Regions from separate parts of the Athene noctua genome. Here region 1 is linked to region 2. The links are chromatin contacts, called in public Hi-C maps. All regions are on one chromosome and are shown on one strand. Each heading gives the region's core, a stretch centred on a gene start, on an enhancer-like site or on the middle of the called end of the contact. The rest is flanking DNA. Distances are from core to core; before and after follow the strand shown. Region 1 holds the start of AIRIM (AFG2 interacting ribosome maturation factor). Region 2 holds the start of UTP11 (UTP11 small subunit processome component).

Region 1 (5,397 bases), core at 674-3,173, 190 kb after region 2:
TCCAGCTTTTGGATTAATGTTTTCAGCTTCCAGCTCTGGAAGACACTGGCTATCATGCTTTGCTTTCTTTGCTACGGGAAGCAAAGGGCGCTCTGCTTCTTCCTCAATAGCTTCAATACCCTGTTTGAATTTTTCCACTAGAAAGAGAAAGTGTTATCTAAGTTGAAAATAAATAATAACCTTACATTATTAGTTAGCAGCAGAGGTAAACAACCACAAGCATTTCTGGCAACAATCTGCTTCAGAAATCCAATTCCAATGTAATCCAAATGGTTGAGTACTTTAAGAAAATTAAGGTTTGAATAAATTTAATAAAAGCAGGTTTAATTAAAATTTAGTAGCTTAATAAAATTAACAAGCTATTGCAGCTAGTAAGGATAAAAAGTAGGATTATTTAAATATATTGAAGGATGCAAATAAGAACTGATTATTCACAGCATGCAAACCCTGACCCGCTCTCGTCTTACGACTCATCACAGCGCTTAAAACAAACTGACCTTTCTTGATTTTTAAAGGAGTCTGGATAACTTCTGCTGTTAACTTGTTTATTTCTGTTATTTCCAAGTCTGCCTAAAATTGAAACAGTCACAGCACCATTAGGATTATCAGTAGCACAAGAGTTCTGAGAAATCCAAGCTGTAGAGCAAACCCCTATTTCATAGCAAGAACACCTCCATGTTTTCTGTTGTGCTCAGGCTGGGACCTTCCACGTTATTCCGGAGGTGCCCGCGCGTGGTCTGCAGGCCACTCAGCCCCACACACCTTGTTTAGCAGCTGCAGGACGCGCCTCACCCGTGCCCTGCTGCTCAGCCAGCGTAGAAATCATTTAATTTACTGAAAAGCGCGTGTGCTCTCGGGGGTCTGGGAGGGAAAGCGAGCAGGTAAGGGGAGACGGACAAGGAGCAGCGTGAGCATGCAAATCCTCTTTGGATCCAACAGGCCTCTCTCACAGTTAGGCCTTAAAGCAGCGTTTATGAAAGAGCTTCTGCGACCTCTGGTATCGCAGCACTCCCGCAGACCCAGAAACGCTTCGTTTCCCACAACGTCATCAGAAGAGCTGGATACCTACCGCTACTGCCTCTTGCAACACCTTTTTGCTTCCTCCTTTAGCTAAAAAGAAAAAATTTTCGAAGAAGTCACTCTGTGTGTAAGCCGGCCTACGCGCTACACGCGGGCACTTTAACACGCCGCCACTAGGGCGCAGAACCCCGCACAAGGCAGCTTTGGGGGCGGCCTCAGACAAAGAGCGCGGCGCGGGCCGCCCGCCCGGGGGGTGCAGGCGGAGCGGATCCCGGCCGCGCCTTCATTGCCGCGGTTTTACTGTCTAAGGGAACGCGTGCCCCCACCAGCCAGGCCCCGGCCCCGTTCGTACCGAGGTAGTCCAGCCAGTTCATCTCGCGGAACGCCACCGGCAGCCGCAGGATCTCGATGTTGTACAGGTTCTCCGCCTCCTTCACCAGCCGCTGCTCGTTCGCCCGCAGCTGCTCGATCCGGGTCCGCACTGCGGGGACGCACACGGCGTCAGCCACGGCTCCGGGCCCGGGCCCCGCTCCCCGCCGCCCCCGGCCTACCCTCGCGGTCGAAGTCCTTCAAGAAGGCCGCCAGCTTCCTGCCGCGCGCACTCGCGCCAGCCTTCTTCCGCGCGGGAGGCATGGCGGCGGGGCGGGCTCCGGGGACGGGGAACCGGCGATGGAGAACCGGGGATCGGGCTCCGGGGATCGGGCTCCGGGCCGGAGGCGCTGCCGCCCGCCGCGCGTTCAAACCCAACCGCCGCTGCAGACCGGCCAATCAGCGCTCAGCGCGGCGCGGCCAATCAGCGCTCAGCGCGGCGCGGCCGACCAGGGTCCGGCGCAGCCAATCGGCGCTCGGCGCGGCGTGATGACGTAGACTCCCGGGAGAGCGCTTCCGGGTGAGCGGGTGGCCATGGCGGCGGCGGTGGCGGCGGCGCTGCGGGAGTGGGCGGCGGCGGCGGCGCGGCAGGACGCGGCCTGGCGGGCGGCACTGGCCGCCTGGGCGCCGCTGCTGGGCTCGCTGGCCGGGCTGGCGGCGCAGATGCGGGCGGCGCGGCGGCTGGCGTGGGGCGGGTCGTCGCTGGGCGCCTTCAGCGACCTGCGGGCGCGGCTGTGGCGGAAGCAGCGCGGCGCGGCCGAGGCGCTGCTGGAGCAGCTCGGCAGCCGGCGGTGAGGCGGCGGCCGTGGCGGGGGGGGCCGGGCCGGGCCGGGCCAGGCGGGGGGCGCGCGGCCGCAGCTGAGCGCCCCCCGTTCTGCCGCGCAGGGCGGAGCTGCGGGCCGTGCGGGACGCTGTGGGGGCCGGCGTGGCCGGCGTGCTGCGGCTGTACGAGGAGCGGGCGGCGGAGCTGGGCCTGGCGGCGGCCCTGCGGCGCGGGCCGCGCTGCCCCTCGCTGGCTGATGCGCTGGAGGGGCTGCAGGACGTGGAGCGCTACTACCGGCACCTGTATCCTCTTTGGCGGGGCTCGCGGGCAGCGCTGGCGGGTGCCTTTTTCTCTTTGTTGTCCTTATCGGCCTTGAAGTTACCTGGAGAGCAAACTGCTCCTCCTCCGCATCAGCTGCGACAGCCTGGCAGACATGGAAGCCCTCCCGCAGTCTTGGGAGAGGATTTTGGAGCGTTACAAGGAAGACGTTGTTCAAGGTAGTCCTGCTTACACAGACCCGGAGGGCCTCTCTGTGAGCCCCGTGCGGGTCTCTCGGTGCTGGCGGCAGCACATGGGCCTGCTGGTGCTGGCTGCGTCGGTCTCTGTAGCAGCGGGTGACGTCGCTCAGTTTGCAGTCAATCCCTGTGACCTGCTCTGAGAGCTTGTGAGTGACTTCAGTCGTAAACACTCGCCATCACACCCTGGGCACAGCTGGAAGCACCATCCTGCCTTGCAGGGTAACAAGGGACTTAGTGATCCCTTTCATTTGGTCTACTAAGTTAGTTTTACTTCAGTTTTTCTTCAGTGCTCTTAGAAACCAGTTAAATTTTTGTGGGTACAGAATACAGATAAAAAGCATTAAGCTAATGAGATTATTGTTTTTTCCTTTCAACTCAGATACGCTTCTCAAGATCTCTCTGTTTGTGGACAACCAGCGAGAGCTGTGCTGCTCCCCAGGCTCCTGACAGAGTGAGAGGGACTGGACGTTGACCAGCTTCTACAAGAGTCTGGTATGTTCTGAGATGGCCATAAAGAGGATGATGAGTTGAGAAATCTTTACGGGTGCTTTTTGGAAGCTGAATGAGTTGGGTACTTGGCCTCAGCAGAAAATACTTGGACTGTTTCAAGTGGAAATGGACTTGGTGTCTGAAGAAGAGGCTGGGCTGAACCAGCTGTGAAAATAGGGGGGAGTCCTCCTTACTTTTCCCTGCCAGGGGAACTCTGTGGACTGAAAAAAATGTTGGGACCTACTAACTCGAGGTGTGCCGCAAGTAAACAAGCGTAACTTAAAGTCTGGCAGGCTGATGCCATGTGAGAAAGGTGTTTTAGGTGCCATCCTTACAAATAAATATAAGATGACAAACCAGGGCTTAAAAGCAGCTTGCACCTCATGCCTCTGAGCAGTGCGTTTGCTTTCATCCCACCTGTACATTGAAGGGAAGGAGCAAATTGACTTGAAAATGTAGTTGCAGAGATGCACGGACAGCTGAGTTGTGGCAGAGGCCGTTTTCAAGTGCGTTAGAGCAGGCTCCTCTGGTATCTGCTGGGCCGTGTTTAAATCTGTCTTAAAACTTCACGCTCTGTGGCAGCAGCCGCCAGTTCTAGGGACATCTTCTGTTGGCCATGACACGGATCCTCTAACGTTCCTGGAAAGCGGTGGGGTGCCTGTCTCTAAACGCAGCCTTGGTAAGAAGCTGCAGCTTCTCCACAAGGAATTGTGCTCGGACGGGCTGTAGATGTGCTTGTGCGCCCCGTTTCTGCGGCGCCGTGGGGCTCCGAGCTGGGGAGGCCCTTTGGCCACCTGAGGGCACTGCTCGGCCTGCGGAGCGCGGCCGGGGCCCGGCGGCTGCTGGCTGGGCAGGGGACGGCGCTGTGTGTGCCGTTCTGACTGCGGAGAAAAATAACGTCACCCTCTTGGCGCTGGTCTGGCCTCCGGGCGTCCCGGCTGATGGTGGGAGAGCGTCAAACGCGGGGGGGCGAGGCGGGCTCTGCTCCCGGCGCCCGGGGGCTCGGTCGGGGGGCAGCGCTCCCCCGCCGCTGGAGGGGGGAGTTCCTCTGGGCGCCCGGTGGGGCCGCTCCTGCCCGCAGCCGGTGGCGGCACAGGCGTCCCCTGCCCCACGCGTCCCCGGCAGACCCGGGCGAGGCTGCGGCGTGACTCTGCTCTGAGTCACAGCGCGAGCGCCCGAGCCCTGCGCCGGGCCGCCTCCTTCCCGGCGCAGCGACACGCGGCGGCCTCCTGCTGCTGCTTCCTCCGGCTTAAGACGAAGCAGATGATGCAGCGAAGCGAGGGCTTTGGCAGAGCGGCGCGGGAGGCAGCGGGTTCAGCCTCGGCTGCGTGCAGAGCGCTCCCGCCCTCCCCGAGAGCTCTGTGTCACCGTGACCTGTCACCCGCTCGCCTTGTCAGCGCGCGCTGATGCCGTGGGTTGCACCGCAGCATCAGTTCAGCATTAGGCATTTATTTTCCTGTCCGCAGCGGAGTGAGCGATTTCATCTAGTTGTTTTCCAGAGCTTTGATTCCAGCCGCCAACTCCTCCCAGCTCCGCAGAGTCACGTCCCGTGTTTAGTTCCAGTCAGTGAAGCAGCGCAGGTGAACTTCACCAGCTGCTGGTGTCCCAGCCGTGTGTCCTCCCCAGGGCTGTCACTGACTTCTGGCTTTAAGGGGCGGGCGGGTGTGCGCTGTGGGATGACACAGGGCGCAGAGGGTCGATGCAGACGCTCTCCTGGCTGTCCGGCAGCCGAGTGCTGGTGTGTGCAGAGGCCTCCAGGCTGAAGCCAAACAGGCTGAAAGCTGTGGTGCCGCAAAGAGCAAAGGTAATAGCTGTGTCTGTCACAGCTGCTCCTTCTCGAGTATCCACGGGTGGGGAGCGAGCACGGCGCTGCCCGGTGCCACCGCGCGGGTCTGGCTCTGGGCCGGGCGGAGGGGGAGCCGGCAGAGGAACGGGGAGCGGCTCTGCGGCCCCGGGCTCCCCACACGGGGCTTGGGGCATAAAGCTGGATGAGTGTAGGGTGTCAGGCCTTGGTGCATCATCGTCATCAAACAATAAATCGTGGTGTTCGTGCGTGCGGGATTGTGTTTACACGTGCTATGCAGCCCTTCAACACCCCTCTTCTCTGTCAGCCTGTCTTCAGTACAGCTGCAGAAAGAACAAATGGATTTAAATTTTGGAAGGTTTTCAGAACAGTTCGGTGGTGGCCCTTCTGCTTCTCCCAGATGTTTGGCCCTCTGATGTCTTTGGGCTAACAAC
Region 2 (5,565 bases), core at 2,791-5,290:
GAAGCTGTTTTAAGACAGAGAGGAACAAGACACTATGGTCTGTAACTAACATATTCTGAGGCACTTGGACATCACAAACATTTTTTTTACATTTTTAAATCATAATCATATTAAAGAATGCCGCTTCTATTCTGTGCCGGGATTCCAGAGAACCATTTTAACGTCTTGATTCTCATACTAGATGTTTTCTAGTTAGGACTTAATCCTTTGTTCTTGTTTTAATTTCCTAAATCCAAACATAAAAAAACCAAACTACTTCTAGTTTGGTGGGTGGAATTTTATTTTTCTAAGTCCTCCGGATTTCAGAGTTGAGTGCAAGAGAACATTTAATTCCCTAACAAAAACCCAGTTTATCCAGAGGAGGGGGAAAAAAAAAAACAAAGACCAACAGACCAGTTCCTGAAGTGCTTAGAAATTGCACAGAAGCCTCCCAAAATGCAACTTGTTTCATCACGTTTATCTACTAAGAGCGGATGGCTTTCCCAGCACAAACACGGTATTACTGCAGGTGTGATCTCAGTAATTAAATTAAGGAGAACAGATCCCAACATGCTTAAAATATGACTCAAGACATTTAGAGGAGAAAACTTGTCAGTCTATGGTTTGTCCAACTGCTTTACTGACAAGCCAAACTGAGAAAGCTGGCGAGAAGAAAGGGACCACAGGGTGGTTGTTATCTGACATCTGATTCAGAAAAAAACAGGTTAAAAATTTACCGATTGGCAATTTTAGACAACTTTATTTTTACCTTATACATACCAACTCAAGCTTATGGGACTGTCTAATATATCTAAACTAATTAAGCTGTATTTACAGTGTTAAAACTGAGCGTAGCTACTTCTAGGACAGAAGTGCTGTGATATCAGAATTGAAGTTGATTGCGTAAGCAATTCATCCTGAAGGATCATGAAACACTTGAAATCAGGAAGCGAGTCTATAGCTTAAACGTCTAAGAAAACTGGGGAGACAGATCCTGAATCACAAGCCACTTCAGGCTCAGAACCTAACTGAAAAATACCGTGAGATCAGAAACCCAACAACAGACACATCTATGTTGGAATAAACTTCTTCATATCTCTATTCAGGGGGTGCAAGGGTTCTTGGGGAGGTGAAAGGGGACACTTAACAGTACATGCTGCAGAAAAATCACACTTAAAACTGCAGCAATCTGATGAAAAGATAGTCCCATAGGTGTATGTTGTGTACCAGAGGAAAATGTATCAGATTTGCCAAGCAAACTGCCTAATCAGATCCATACCCTTCCTTTCAGGCCCACAGGTCACAACTCCTGGTTTATTCTCCACCGTGGACCAGGACACAAGTGAACAAGTTCCCTGCATCTGTCCAGAGATCTGCCTGTAGGCTCGGGGCACCAGGTGATCAAGCGACATCCACTACAGCCTTGAGTCACCATCAGAAAAGTTAAGACAACAGAACAACTCTGTTCTCCTCCACGACAGTCCAACGAATCCTCTTGAGTGCTTATTATACACAAGATGTAAAAAATTAAGAAAACTATCACAGAAACAGTGGCACTACAAACTACCTTTAAGTGGGCGGGGTCAGTAGCTCCCTTCAGCGCCTCGTTCTGCAGCGTTGCGACGGTGGGACGGTTGTACACTCTGTCTACAAGCTCTGGAACAGTATCCAGGTGAGTCACAATATCAAACTCCTGAACTGTAAATAAAGATAAATTTAGGAATAAACTCACCGGGACTTCCTGGACTAACGCTCAGCAAACCTTCCAAACGTGAAGCTGATCAGAGTCAGCGATGGGAGCCCCAGCAACACGGCTCCTGCAGAGCGGGGTCCCACCTAGCAATCAAGAGATTTCTAGAGCACCTCAGCTACTATTCCTGTTTTTTAATAACAGCATAAAGAAAGCACGACACTATATTAAACGGCCAACAATAAACCATCCCAGAACAAGTTTTCTGATACAACCTATTTAAATCTTACCTTCTTTTTTGCTATCAAAAAAGAACACGTGCTTGCTGGGCTTCTTCCCCGCAGCGTCCAGCAGATGGAGCTCCGACTTCAGCCTCTCGATTTTCTGCAGGTAGAAAAGCGACTCTGTTGTGCCAAACATCCGGGAACAAGATAAATAATGTCTCCCCGAGGCGAATTCCTGTTTCTCAAGCATCCGAACTCTTCTTTCCTTTTTAATCTTTGCAAATATATCTAGTCTATGTTTATGTCATGTCTCCATAACCTTTTCGAGTAGAGGTTAATAGCCATTTCCAGCATTACCCAGCCAAGTATGTACGAATCAATATTCAAACCACTAAGCTACCTGTACGGCAGACAAAGCAGGAATGATTACCATGAAACCACTGAGCAAAAGTATGAAGGAAAATTCAAAGCTCACTTTATTTTTTTTTTACCTGCAGTGACGCCGTGTGGATCAACACCAGAGCATAAAACACTTTCAGAAGTGGGTCATATTTCTGTTGATTGCCTGCCAGCCGTATTCAAACAACCCACTTCAGTAACAACAACTCTCAATTTTTTATAAACGCGAGATGCAAGAGCACAGGTTTAATGTCTGAAATTTACATAAGAAATTGCCATAGTTTATAATAATGCATAGTATAATAGCATTAGTCAGCACACCTTTAGGTTCTACAAAGAGAGCCTCACTGGCACTTCCATCTATCATTTCCAGATTTGTGTAACTAAACAGTTACTAAACAAAAACACAATCGCCAACAACAAAAACCCCACAATAAAAAGAACCATTCTGAGCAAACTGGAAACACTAAAAAAGTGAATTATTACCTTGGCTTCTGCCACTCTTTTCATTTCCACATATTTAATATCCTGTGTCCTCATCAATTTCACCTGCTCTGGGGTCACTTCATCCTTTGGCTGCTTTATTTTATGAACTCCATCCTGAAACCAAACACAGCACTTAGACAGATGCCATTCCAGCTGTAGCGTTCCATGGGTCCCAATAATAAAAGCAAAAGAACCTTCTTGTCCTTCGCCCCTCATCTTCTTCAAAGCCTTCCACAGGCACCAAACCAAATCTGCTAGTTTATTTACTAATTAATAAATTAAAAGCAAGGTAGGAAAAAAGAAAATATGTTACTTAGAGCAACAGAGTGTAACCCTGCTTGAAGGCAATTTAGATTCTCACCTGGAGCTCTGCACGTATCATTTTAAAGTAGAACTCATCAGGATTCTTCTCCAGAGCTTTCTTCTGGAGTGCTCTGAGGGCATTCTGTTTCTTGTGATAGTCACTGGGAAAAAAATAAAAAACCAAACCAGAGGGTTGTTGAGCAGTTTCTCCATGTTCACACTCCCCGATGAGATGCTGAGTCCTCCAAAGTGATGCTCAGAGCTTTGAGGCAGCCGAGAAGGCTCCGCACATGGAGCTGGACATCACCAAATGACCTCGGCGCACGGGTCGGTCCCTCACAAAGCTGGAAATGGTCAGCGTTCCGCGGGGAGGGTTAGAGAGGAGGGAAAGGCCCCCACCCGCTCGGCAGAGCTCACCGGCCTGCTCGGCCCTCACGGATCTACGGCACCGGCCGTTAGAAGCGCAAACGCACCCTTGCGAGATTCGCGTTAACCGCAACGAGAACGATTTTGTGGCGCCTTCGCCCTCGCGTCCCCCCCCGCCCCGATCCTGACCCGCCCGTTCCCGGCGGGCCGAGGCGCCCCCGTTCCGGTGCGAGGCGGACGCCGGCTCCTCCACCGCCACCCCCGCCCCAGCCCGGGCCCCCGGCTCACTTGGCGCGGAGCTTGTAGTCCTTCTTCTTCTCCAGCAGGCCCAGCTTCTGCCGGCGGGCGGGCTAGGAGGGAAGGCAGACAACATTATGGGGGGCGGCCGCCGCCTCCGGCCACCGGCGGCGGGGCCGGGCCCGGCCCGGCCCGGCGCACTGACCTGGGCCCGCTCGCGGTGCGGGCGCTGCCCCGACTTGGCGGCTTTCCTGAAGGCGGACGACATGGCGGCGGCCCGACCCGGCCCGGCCCGACCCGCCGCCGCGCTGTGACGGGCCACGCGGCGCGCGCCGGCCGGAAGCGGCGGGTCGCGGGGTCAGAGGTCGCGCGCGAGGCTCGCCGGGAGGTGGCGCCGTCTCCATGGCGACGGTGGCCCCGGGCGTCCCGAACCGCTCCTCTCGCCCGGGCCGGGGGTTGGAGCGGCCCGGCCCGGCCCGGCCTCCCCCGGGGCGGCCCTGAGGGCCCTGCCCGAACCCGCTCGGGGGACCCGGGCCCAGGCTGCCGGCGCCCCGAGCCCTGCCGGGGCCCCGCCGGGGCCGCCCGGGGCGCGTAGGCCGGGCTCAGCCGCGGCCTCGGTGCCGGGAGCGGGGACGCGGCCGAGCCCCCGCCCCGGCTCCACGAGGGTTTCGGCCGCGGGGTCGTCGCGGCTGCGCGGGGGAAGAGCCGGCGCCCCCAGGAGGGGGAGCCGCGGGGCCGCCTCGTGTTCACCCGCCGCCCGCTGGCGGAGAGGAGCCCGCAGCCGGCCCGTTCCCCCGGGGCCCGCCTGGGCTGAGCCGCGGGGAGGCGCGGCCCGGGGCGGGCGGGCTCGGCGGTCGCCGGGCTCCGGGGTGGCCGCTCGGAAGCGAAGGGGGAGGCGGCCGCGGGAGGGCGATCCCGCCGCGCACCGGTGCTGCGCGGGGAGCATCCCGCGGGGGTCGGGGGCGCCCGGGCTGGCGGGCGCGTCCCGCTCGCACCCGCCGCCGGCGGCGTGACCCGCTCCGAGCTCTCGGAGCGAGTGTTTGTGCGGGGCGGGCACCGGGCGGCCCAGCCCGCCGGCCCCGCCCCGGGCCGGGCTCCGCGCCGCGGGGCTGGGGAGCAGAGCCGCGCCGAGCCTGCCCACCGCCGGGCGAGCAGCGAGCGCGGCCGGGCCCCGGGACGGCGATCAGGTGGGTCGGGACGGGCCGGGACGGGCGGCGGGAGCCGCCGCTGCCGCTCGCTTCGGCCCCCGCAGCCCCGGGCGGGTCGGGGCGGGCCGGCGGGGCTCCCCCGGGGAGCGGGGGGGAGCGGGGGGCGCTGCACGGTGCCTCCGCGGCCGGGGTCCCGGGGACGGGGCATCCCCGCGGCACCCCGGCGGGGTTTACTGTGTCGTTACCGGGGATGTGGCTCGCTCGGAGAGCTTCGCTCCGGTTCGTTCTAGGAAGCACAGCCCGCACCGTTTTGTTAAAGAAGGCGGCGAAAAAAAAAAAAAAAAAGTCTTTCGGCCGTGTCTCTTTCCCAGACTGTAAAGTTGCAGCGCTTAAGCTGTATTTTATTAAGAAAGCGCCGAAACTTCATCCAGCCAATAAACTGGGAAGTAAACTTAAACCAAATGCTCAAACGTAGTGTAGAGAAAATTTTTAACACATCCTGAATGGTTGCCGTTTGCACGGAGTCCCAGGGTAGGTGCGGGGAGAGGCTCCTCAAAGCCTTGCTTCCTCTGTGTTAAACAAAGGCTCACAAGTCACACTTTGAATCTTGCCATTGAAAAAATAGCTCAGCATCTTTTAAGAATTTTTTTTTTTTTTCACTGAACACAGTTTTGTTTCAAATTGCTATGCTTTCTTACAGGTAACGTTTTCTTTTTTGGTTTCCCGTCTTGTT

Evidence for each region. A called contact is a pair of places that touch in the nucleus more often than the background predicts.
Region 1: a Hi-C map of heart shows a contact between it and region 2, with 7 times the contacts expected there. The contact joins the promoter of AIRIM here to the promoter of UTP11 in region 2. A contact is called at or near these places in 2 of 2 Hi-C or Micro-C datasets (heart and liver).

Annotation. Positions count from the first base shown.
Region 1 is chr24:600,913-606,309 of bAthNoc1.hap1.1, forward strand. It overlaps AIRIM (AFG2 interacting ribosome maturation factor), which reads left to right and starts at 1,924. Exons shown (of 5, transcript XM_074926274.1): 1 at 1,924-2,180; 2 at 2,275-2,454; 3 at 2,531-2,649; 4 at 3,050-3,162. The coding sequence starts at 1,924. The coding sequence ends at 3,117. It overlaps CDCA8 (cell division cycle associated 8), which reads right to left and starts at 1,653. Exons shown (of 10, transcript XM_074926249.1): 1 at 1,572-1,653; 2 at 1,373-1,501; 3 at 1,070-1,110; 4 at 498-570; 5 at 1-137. The coding sequence starts at 1,653.
Region 2 is chr24:410,111-415,675 of bAthNoc1.hap1.1, forward strand. It overlaps UTP11 (UTP11 small subunit processome component), which reads right to left and starts at 4,041. Exons shown (of 8, transcript XM_074926001.1): 1 at 3,890-4,041; 2 at 3,736-3,797; 3 at 3,140-3,242; 4 at 2,779-2,892; 5 at 1,960-2,053; 6 at 1,547-1,677. The coding sequence starts at 3,952. It overlaps FHL3 (four and a half LIM domains 3), which reads left to right and starts at 4,741. Exons shown (of 6, transcript XM_074925997.1): 1 at 4,741-4,871.